2 separate regions of the Gossypium raimondii genome follow, and region 1 is linked to region 2. The links are chromatin contacts, called in public Hi-C maps. All regions are on one chromosome and are shown on one strand. Each heading gives the region's core, a stretch centred on a gene start, on an enhancer-like site or on the middle of the called end of the contact. The rest is flanking DNA. Distances are from core to core; before and after follow the strand shown. Region 1 overlaps LOC105766711 (1,4-alpha-glucan-branching enzyme 2-2, chloroplastic/amyloplastic). Region 2 holds the start of LOC105766721.

Region 1 (4,612 bases), core at 636-3,135, 670 kb before region 2:
TTAGTTTTGAAGAGATTTTATCAGTTGTATATTGAACTTATGGATTTCCTTTAAATTACATAAATATAGGCATTAATTGGAAGTTTTTGTAGGTAAAAGAACTTGATTTTTGCCGTTTGAATAACTTTATTAAGTTATATCTCACCTTGTATTTTATTAAGTCATTCCTAGACTATAAAAAGATACATGTTACTGATATGTATTACCTTTAAAGAATTTAATTTAGTGAAATAAAATTTCTAGACATGCATAAACTATGTTTAAGTCATCTAAAAATAGAAAAAACCTATAGAAAATTTTATTCATTCCAAATTACTTATAGATTTTCTGTTAAAGAATTACCTGTAGATGCTGAAAGCCAGTATGCCTCTGTGGCATACATGCATGTGAAGAAGTCTATGAAGGGAGAGGGGATCCAAACCTTAGACCTCAACCCTATTTAGTGAGGCGTAACAACCACTAGGCAAAACCTTTGTTGTTACAAAGAAAGCCATAAATAACAGTGTAGTGCGTTTTAAGATGTTTGCTTTTAAGAAAGAAGATTCTGTCAACTAATCTTTAGCCTTTCTTTAGTCTGCTCTTTCTTTTCTTGGTAGTTGACATTGATTCTGCATTAATCAAACTTAGTCTTATATGTTGCCTCAAAATGCGGTGGTGGTGGTATGTGCATATAATATAAGTCTAACATGCTTTGTGGTTTTTGGTCCCTTACCGATCATTGTGTAAAATTTGCTCATTTTTTAAGTAGCTGAATTTTATTGCATAATGTTGTTCAAAGAACATTTTTATCATAAACATCTCCAGCCTTTATTTTCCATGCTACCTTATGGTATGGTTATTCCATTTCCTAGTTTTCTTAATATTATCAACTTTGAGATGCAGGAGCCATTAATTAACACCTATGCCAACTTTAGAGATAATGTGCTTCCCCGCATTAAAAGACTTGGATATAATGCAGTTCAGATCATGGCTATTCAAGAGCACTCATATTACGCAAGCTTTGGGTATTATCTCAATCATAATATTAGCTCAAATCTATTTCTTGCTGTTTATGTTTTGTTAACTTATACTAAACTCTGCTATGTTGTGACGTAAAAATAAAATGTCTTTACAATTTAGTTTCCATTATGGAAACTAAACTCTTCTACTTTACCAATTTTCATTTAATATGTTGCAGGTATCATGTGACAAATTTCTTTGCACCAAGCAGCCGCTTTGGAACTCCGGATGATCTTAAGTCTTTGATAGACAGGGCTCATGAGTTGGGTCTACTTGTTCTTATGGATATTGTGCACAGGTAAACAAATTAGGTTTTTGGGAGATATATTTTATAGAAATATGCTCCTTAGTTGTAAATTCTTATCCAAATGGTTTTTGTCCCATATTTTTTCGACAAAAAGTTAATAGGCTTTATGCTTCTCTCCCGTAGGCTTTATGCAAATAGAAGCTTTAAGATATGAAGAATTCATGTAGAATTCTAAGACGAATTAGTATGAAGAAATAAAAGTTCTCTATATTTACAGCCTGAATAAAATTAAGCTATATAATAAGAAAGAAAATCTCTCCTAAAGAATCAATCAGCTATACACAATCTATAATTTTGTCTATCAAATCCCTTCAATTTAGCAACAAGTATTTTATCCCCAAAAGGCTAACAGTAGCCAATATAGTTACCCAACAATAGGCCAAAAAATAAAAAAAATCTGACCAGCACCAAATGGAGTCAAAACAGAGGGCTAGGCTGGAAATACTGCCCAAGATCGATGGCGGTGGGAGAGAAGAAACTCTGGCAGGGTGAGCTACATGCGTTGGTCATGAGGAAGCAACTAGAATCTGATGGAGGTGCATGGGACTTATGCGCAGGTCTGTTGGCCACCGGAATCAAGGGTTTTGTTGGCAATGGGGTTCTGACCTCTCTAGTGTGGGCAGTGAAAAGAGAAAATGGACCTAAAGGGGTAAGTACCAAATTTTTAGTTCTAGGGTTTTGAGAGATTTCAAAAAAATTGAAAAATTTCTTCCTAAATCTGGAAATTTGGCTTTGATGCCATGTTAAAACCAGAGGGGGCAGCAAAAATGAAGAATAGGAGAAGATTTCTTTGTATTTGTGTTTCAGTGAGTAGGTTACATAGCTATTTATATATGCAAAGTAGGAAAATAAAAGGAAATTAGTAATGACTAAAATTCCTAAACACAAGCTGATTGAATCTAATTAGTCCTTAGAAATAAGTTATACAAACTGTCAATTATAAACTGTCAGCTGTCAATTAGTCAAGTGTAATAGTTATAACGCTTCTCATGAGGTGAGTACCCTAGAAATATACATTTGATGGACTTCAAATCAAATTTACTTCATTGATGAGAGGGGGACATGGAGATAGGCTAAACATCCAAAGATTCTTGGTCAAATATCTGTCATGACTGTTTTGTTGAACAGACTCACATAGGACTTGACACGGGGTACCAAATTTAAAGGTCTGTGATGACGTTTTATTGATCAAATTTAAAGGTCCCCAAATATCACTATGGATGATTGATAAAGGTTGAGATGGTTTGTATTCTTGAAGCAGATAGGTGTTACAAGACAACAATGTTTTTACAAATGAAAACCTCATATTGGAAGGATTTTGGATTTTTATTGATGAATAATGATGGAACCAACTTGAGCAAGTACATGAAATTTGGGTGTCCTGGACAAAAGTGCCATAGCATTATTGTACCATCTTTATTGGAATGAGAAAATGATGAACCTGAAACATTGATCATGCAGGAGTCAACATGATGAGTTTGAGCCTTCTGAGGATCCTTGGCCTTAATTTGGTAAATACCAACTTTTTTTAGCATTGCCAATTGTCTTCCCAAGAATCCAAATCTGAAACATGGAATGAGAAGACGAAAACTTTGGAAGTCACTTTGAATCTCTAGTAAGTTTACTATTTAACACAGCAAGTTGCATTTTAACTTTGGAAGCAAAAGGATAGATTGAAGTATTAATGTGTCAGATATACTAGGAAAGTGACCTATCGGCAATGTTGACTTCATAATTATTGTGACATGGATTGCAATCTTGTAATAAAGATGCATCATTTGTCATGTGGTCTGAGATCCAGAATTGATAATCCGGCCTGCTGTGTCATGTGATCAGCGAAAAAATTACCATTTTGGGCAGTGGATCTAGTAGAGACAATTGTGGTAGAGTTTGAATTTAAGCCAAACATTTATTGTAGCCATTCAACCTACTACATGTTGACCAAGGTAGTTTAACTGTCAGATTTATCCTTATTCTTTGAAGCAGCTGCAAAACCATGGGGTTCTTTGTCCCTATTTAGCTTCCAGTCTGTTAGCTTACCATGAATTTTCCAGCATGTGTCTCAAGTATGTCTTGGTTTGCGGCAATGATCACACCAAGACCTGTTTTTCTTTTGCTTTGCAGCATAGACTGAATTGGTTCCCTGGGTAGCAAGAGCTGAACTTTTTTAGGCATTGTTGATGTTATTGTCCCTAGCATGAGAAAACCATATTATTTTCTGATTTCCAAATTCTGAAACATGGATCATCCTGTCTTGGGGGAATGGCAGCATTAGTGAGGTAATCATTCTGATATGCGGCAAGTGATGAGCATAACAGAGTCCTCTGATCTGCCACTGCTCAAAACTTCCTGAACGGACATGCTTCCTGATATGGCCTGATTCTGAGGCCATGAGGGTTTGGATCAGGCTACTGCTTTAGATTGAATAATAGAGGCATAACATGGATGAAGTCTGAACCAAAGAAAGCCAAATGGCGCTGGTACCATGTAGAAATTTTCAGAAGATTATGAAGAATTCATGTAGAATTCTAAAGAGGAATTAGGATGAAAAAATAGAAGTTTTCTCTATATTCTAAATTTTACAGCCTGAAAAACCAACCTTATACACAAAAAATAAGCTACAGTAAGAAAGAAAATCTCTTCTAAAGAATCAATTACCCATACACAATCTCCTGTAATTTAGTCTGTCTTCAATTTAGCCTATCAAATCCCGAGATTCTTGGAAAAGAATCCCAGATTTCCGCGAATATGCTTTTTGTTTCTTGTATTTTGGTATTCTCCATGTCCATTTTATGGTCCATGTTCAGGATTCGCGATTGTCCCTCCCAACAATTTTGTCTCCAAGGTTCAACCTTGTGTCTTCTTTTTGAGCTTTTGATTTTTTAAAAGGCTGCTGGAAAGTGGGAAGGGAGAAAGCAAAGTCATAATTGATTGAAAATATATGACTAAACTGTAACGAAATTTCTAGTATAACTGTTCTATTAAAAGAAAAATCAAATTATTTTGTTCTAAAATAAATGATATATATAAGTACTTTTAATTATTTTATTTTCTTTCCTATCCAAGTGTACTTTTTGCTTGTGGAAGCAAAAAACTGGCAGCAAAAACAGTAACCAAATGACAAACGGTATTCTCCATGTATTTTTGCTTTTTGTTTCTTGTATTTTGGTATTCTCCATGTCCATTTTATGGTCTGTGTTCAGGATTCGCGATTGTCCCTCCCAACAATTTTGTCTCCAAGGTTCAACCTTGTGTCTTCTTTTTGAGCTTTTGATTTTTTAAAAGGCTGCTGGAAAGTGGGAAGGG
Region 2 (4,611 bases), core at 1,322-3,821:
CTACCAGCTTCCAGCCTTAATAAATGGCTCCATCACAGAAAAAGCATTCTTTCAGATCCAAGCAATCTGAGGCACCATTATATACTTTGTAGACTTCGAAAGCAGATTTTTATCATTTGCCAATTGAAAACCAAAGAGTGCGGGTAACAACAGGGTGCTCAACTTAAGCATTCACAATGGCATTAGCATTTCTAGTTCTATTTACTCATATCGCCAACCAAAAGCAATTTGAGTAGAATAACAAAAGATTGCTAACAAAAGATGATGACAGGCAAGTAGGAAAGCACTATACTCGCTTCAGAAGGAAAAATGAAATGGAGATGAACAAATATGTGACCATATAAGGAAATTGATGTGAGAAAACCCAGCTAAAGGGAATAATAGCTTAAAGAGATTCCAAACCAATACACCTCATCAACTTAGGCATTTAATTTCATTTACCTAAAATCTGACCCCACCTTATCTAGTTATGATTTCAATTTATCCCCTGTTTTTCATGACTTTCTACCAGCTTCCAGCCTTAATAAATGGCTCCATCACAGAAAAAGCATTCTTTCAGATCCAAGCAATCTGAGGCACCATTATATACTTTGTAGACTTCGAAAGCAGATTTTTATCATTTGCCAATTGAAAACCAAAGAGTGCGGGTAACAACAGGGTGCTCAACTTAAGCATTCACAATGGCATTAGCATTTCTAGTTCTATTTACTCATATCGCCAACCAAAAGCAATTTGAGTAGAATAACAAAAGATTGCTAACAAAAGATGATGACAGGCAAGTAGGAAAGCACTATACTCGCTTCAGAAGGAAAAATGAAATGGAGATGAACAAATATGTGACCATATAAGGAAATTGATGTGAGAAAACCCAGCTAAAGGGAATAATAGCTTAAAGAGATTCCAAACCAATACACTTCATTAGATATAGGTTTCATAACATATGGACTCTTCACATTCCATTTCGACATATGCCTGTAAAGTTTACAATCTCTATAATTCATTGGCCAGCTGTTTACAAATTCCAGGGCGATTAGAAACATATCAGTTCCATGAAAAAATAGAACAGAAATCCAATAAAGGAAGATATTTGCAGGCAAAATGGCCTTAGACCGGAATTGCATAGACTACGAAGTCACATCATGACATAACATTCCTGCATTTGTTAATAAAAGGAAAAAAAAAAAAAAAACTTGACCAACATTATTGTACTCATATCACCTGTTAAGATAATATAAAAATTGAACTCAAAAGAACTCTGCGAAACATTTTAACAAACCTACATCGAGACGCACATTGATGACAGCAAAACTAAAAAAAATATCCATTAATCCCAATTTACACTTACAATCCAAATTATCTTTCCTTTTTTTTCCCCACAGTATAGAACTTGCAATTTATTTTCCTGTACAATTCAATTTCAAGAAGAAAGGAAGAGCTTTAACGAATAAGGCACAGCTAAAACTGAGTTCACCTCAAGAATATTAGCGCAGACAGTAGCAGCAATGGCCTTGGCGGCATGAACATTCTCGCCAGCGATTATTGTCAAGTTAGTAATAATTGAACTCAAAAGAACTCTGCGAAACATTTTAACAAACCTATATCGAGACGCACATTGATGACAGCAAAACTAAAAAAAATATCCATTAATCCCAATTTACACTTACAATCCAAATTATCTTTCCTTTTTTTTCCCCACAGTATAGAACTTGCAATTTATTTTCCTGTACAATTCAATTTCAAGAAGAAAGGAAGAGCTTTAACGAATAAGGCACAGCTAAAACTGAGTTCACCTCAAGAATATTAGCGCAGACAGTAGCAGCAATGGCCTTGGCGGCATGAACATTCTCGCCAGCGATTATTGTCAAGTTAGTAATAATTGGTTTCGAGTTAACAGTGAGCTCAGCTAACGCCGTCTTATACTGGCTAACTAACTCTTGCTGCTGCTGGTGTTGCTGCTGATGTGACACTGGTTGTGGTTCGTAAGCTCCACCGTCGCCACGGATCAAATCATTGGTGCCGGAATCATTGGACCGGAATCTCAAACCAGAGGCGGTAACAACTGGGTTCGCTCGTTGAGAAAAAGGCCGGATATTAGGGTTCGAAGTGAGGTCTTCAGTTAACCGTGGTTTTTTCAAACCAGGTTCTCTTGATCTATCAAATGATCTACGCGGATTCTCCATATAAGCAAATCGAAAACCCTAAATTCCTAAATCGATAATCACTCTAATTTTCATGTACAGTCAAATTAGCAAATCAAATTATCAAAAAGGGGGAAAATTACAATATTACAATAGCCTAAATCGAATCTCTAAAAAAACTCCAAAACCTTATACAATAAGGGCACAAAATAAAACCCTATGGATTATCATATACAACAAAACAGAAAAAAGAAGAAGAAGACTTCTAATTCTAATTCCATTTCCAATTATAATTCTATCTTCTAAAGATAAAGGAGCAGAGAATTCCGATCAAAAAGAAAAATGCAGAGAAATTATTTTTGGAAAGAAGAATTTGAAAGAAGAGGGAGAGAGGCCGGGTGGAGATTAAGAAAGGAAGAAGGCTAAAGGGTTTAATTGTAAATATGGAGATTGATTGTTAATATATAGGTTAGTCCAGAAGGTGAGTTGGAGGGTTTAAAATTTGAAACGGAATTTTTTTAAAAAAAAAAGGGTAAGGACTTTATTTTATGGCCTTCTTTGGGCCGTGTGAATGATAATTTCAAAAAACCCAACAATTATTTGTAAATAGATCTCACAATAATATCTATATTTACTAATTATTAAGCTTTTATTGAGTTTGTATGACATATTAATACTTGGTTAGAAAATTATTAAAATTATTTTATTTATTAACCAATAAAAATTTGTTTATAATGAGATTCAAACTAAGGACTGGTGTATTTAAATTTTTTCATTTATCATCTAAACTAAAGCAATCTCTTTATTCTTATATGAAATTTTAATAAATATGTTTTTATATGCATTTTATATATTTGTGTTTATGTTTCGTTTTACTAACAATTTAGTTTAATTTTTTCATTTTAATTACGTATATATTTCATGTGTTACTATTAATTAGTTCCAAACTGTATATATTATTATTTATTGTATGTGATTTTAAACACACTTTTGTATTCCAAATACGTGATTTTCGTATGCATACGCGTGTGATAAGATTTCTAGTATTTATTATATATATTTCACAATATGAAGGGTGAAAAAAGTATTGAATTATTTGCAATTTGTGATGTTAACAAAATTCAAATTTTCCATCAAAGTAAAATATCCGCATGGAAAAACATATACATTCTAAACACACCCTATACCCGAATCGATCGTCGAGTCTAAGCTATAATATGTTACATTCGTTTCTGGAGAAATTTCGATCGATTACAAATAAATTTCATCATTATTCATTAATTTATAAGTATTAAGAGCGTAAAACATTATATATATTCATTTTCGGGTCATTTACGAGCTTACGAAACTCAATACCATCCCAAGGTCAAACTAGACTAAAATGAAAAGTTTTCAAAGTATGCTAGGTGGGTGTCGAGACTTTTAGGACTTTGTGTCGCGAAATTGAAGACAGTAGCCAAGCTTCCCAACTTGAAGATCAAATTGCAAAGGTTTTAAAATAAAACAGGACTGATGTCGCGACCTCAAGCAGAGGACGTCGCGACAAGATGGCCTAATGTCGAGACATTTAATGTGTGAAGTCGCGACATCCATGGCAGAATACTAATCCCCTATTTTCCAATGATAACAACTCAACATACATAACAACCATTGGCCTCAAGGCTCCAATTCAACTATTTCAACATTCAAACTTACCTAAAACATAGTTACCCTTGCATCAATATAAATTATGTACATGATTATAAACAAACTCACATATTCACATCTTATATACAAACCATTTTTGACCATTTCTAACATTGAGTAAAACATCTCTAGGTACATCCCATTGATAAAATGGAAAGGACTATACAAACTTAGGTTGAGTCGATGTAACCTTCTGGATACCAACCGCACTTTCCCAAGGCTTTGAGAATATTTATACCTGCACACGAAACAAACGAATTGTATGTTGAGCAATTGGGCTCAGTAGTACATTTATGATTCAAGATACATTTAACATAAGCATTAACAATATGTTTCAAGACAAATCATGCATATATATACTCAATATCTAATCAAATAATGTTCCAAAGTGCCAACCATTTTCTATCATCAATCTATGTGTGTAAGCATACTAAAACATTATCAACCAACCTATCCAACAATGCATATAAATGACTAATTCCAACTTGTTTAACATTTACCAATCATTCAATACATATCAAGAATCAAACACACAATTAGTTAACTTTACCACATGCTATTAACACTATACTATTCATGTTCCATGGAAATAATCTCGTTTACTTTGATTTTATACCATTCAACTCATTTATGAAGTCTATTGACTCATTCATATTCATTTCGGCCCCCAGGGCTCGTGGCACACGAAGTGCATACTGGCGCACGAAGTGCATCATGGCACACGAGGTGCATCGTAGCGTATGAGTGCATAACTTGTACACAATTCAATCCTATAGCATGCCAACTA

The links. A called contact is a pair of places that touch in the nucleus more often than the background predicts.
Region 1: a contact with region 2 is called in a Hi-C map of leaf, with 2.5 times the contacts expected there. The contact joins the enhancer-like site here to the promoter of LOC105766721 in region 2. A contact is called at or near these places in 2 of 2 Hi-C or Micro-C datasets (both in leaf).

What each region holds. Positions count from the first base shown.
Region 1 is chr4:19,893,579-19,898,190 of ASM2569854v1, reverse strand. It overlaps LOC105766711 (1,4-alpha-glucan-branching enzyme 2-2, chloroplastic/amyloplastic), which reads left to right. Exons shown (of 22, transcript XM_012586289.2): 10 at 883-1,004; 11 at 1,178-1,297. Among protein-coding and RNA genes, the nearest start is that of LOC105766711, 11 kb to the left of the region's middle. Within about 2 kb of position 1,885, the one cell type or tissue checked has open chromatin away from gene starts, as enhancers often do. A contact at or near this core is called in leaf, where this site is marked.
Region 2 is chr4:19,219,735-19,224,345 of ASM2569854v1, reverse strand. It overlaps LOC105766721, which reads right to left and starts at 2,571. Exons shown (of 7, transcript XM_012586300.2): 1 at 1,791-2,571. The coding sequence starts at 2,180.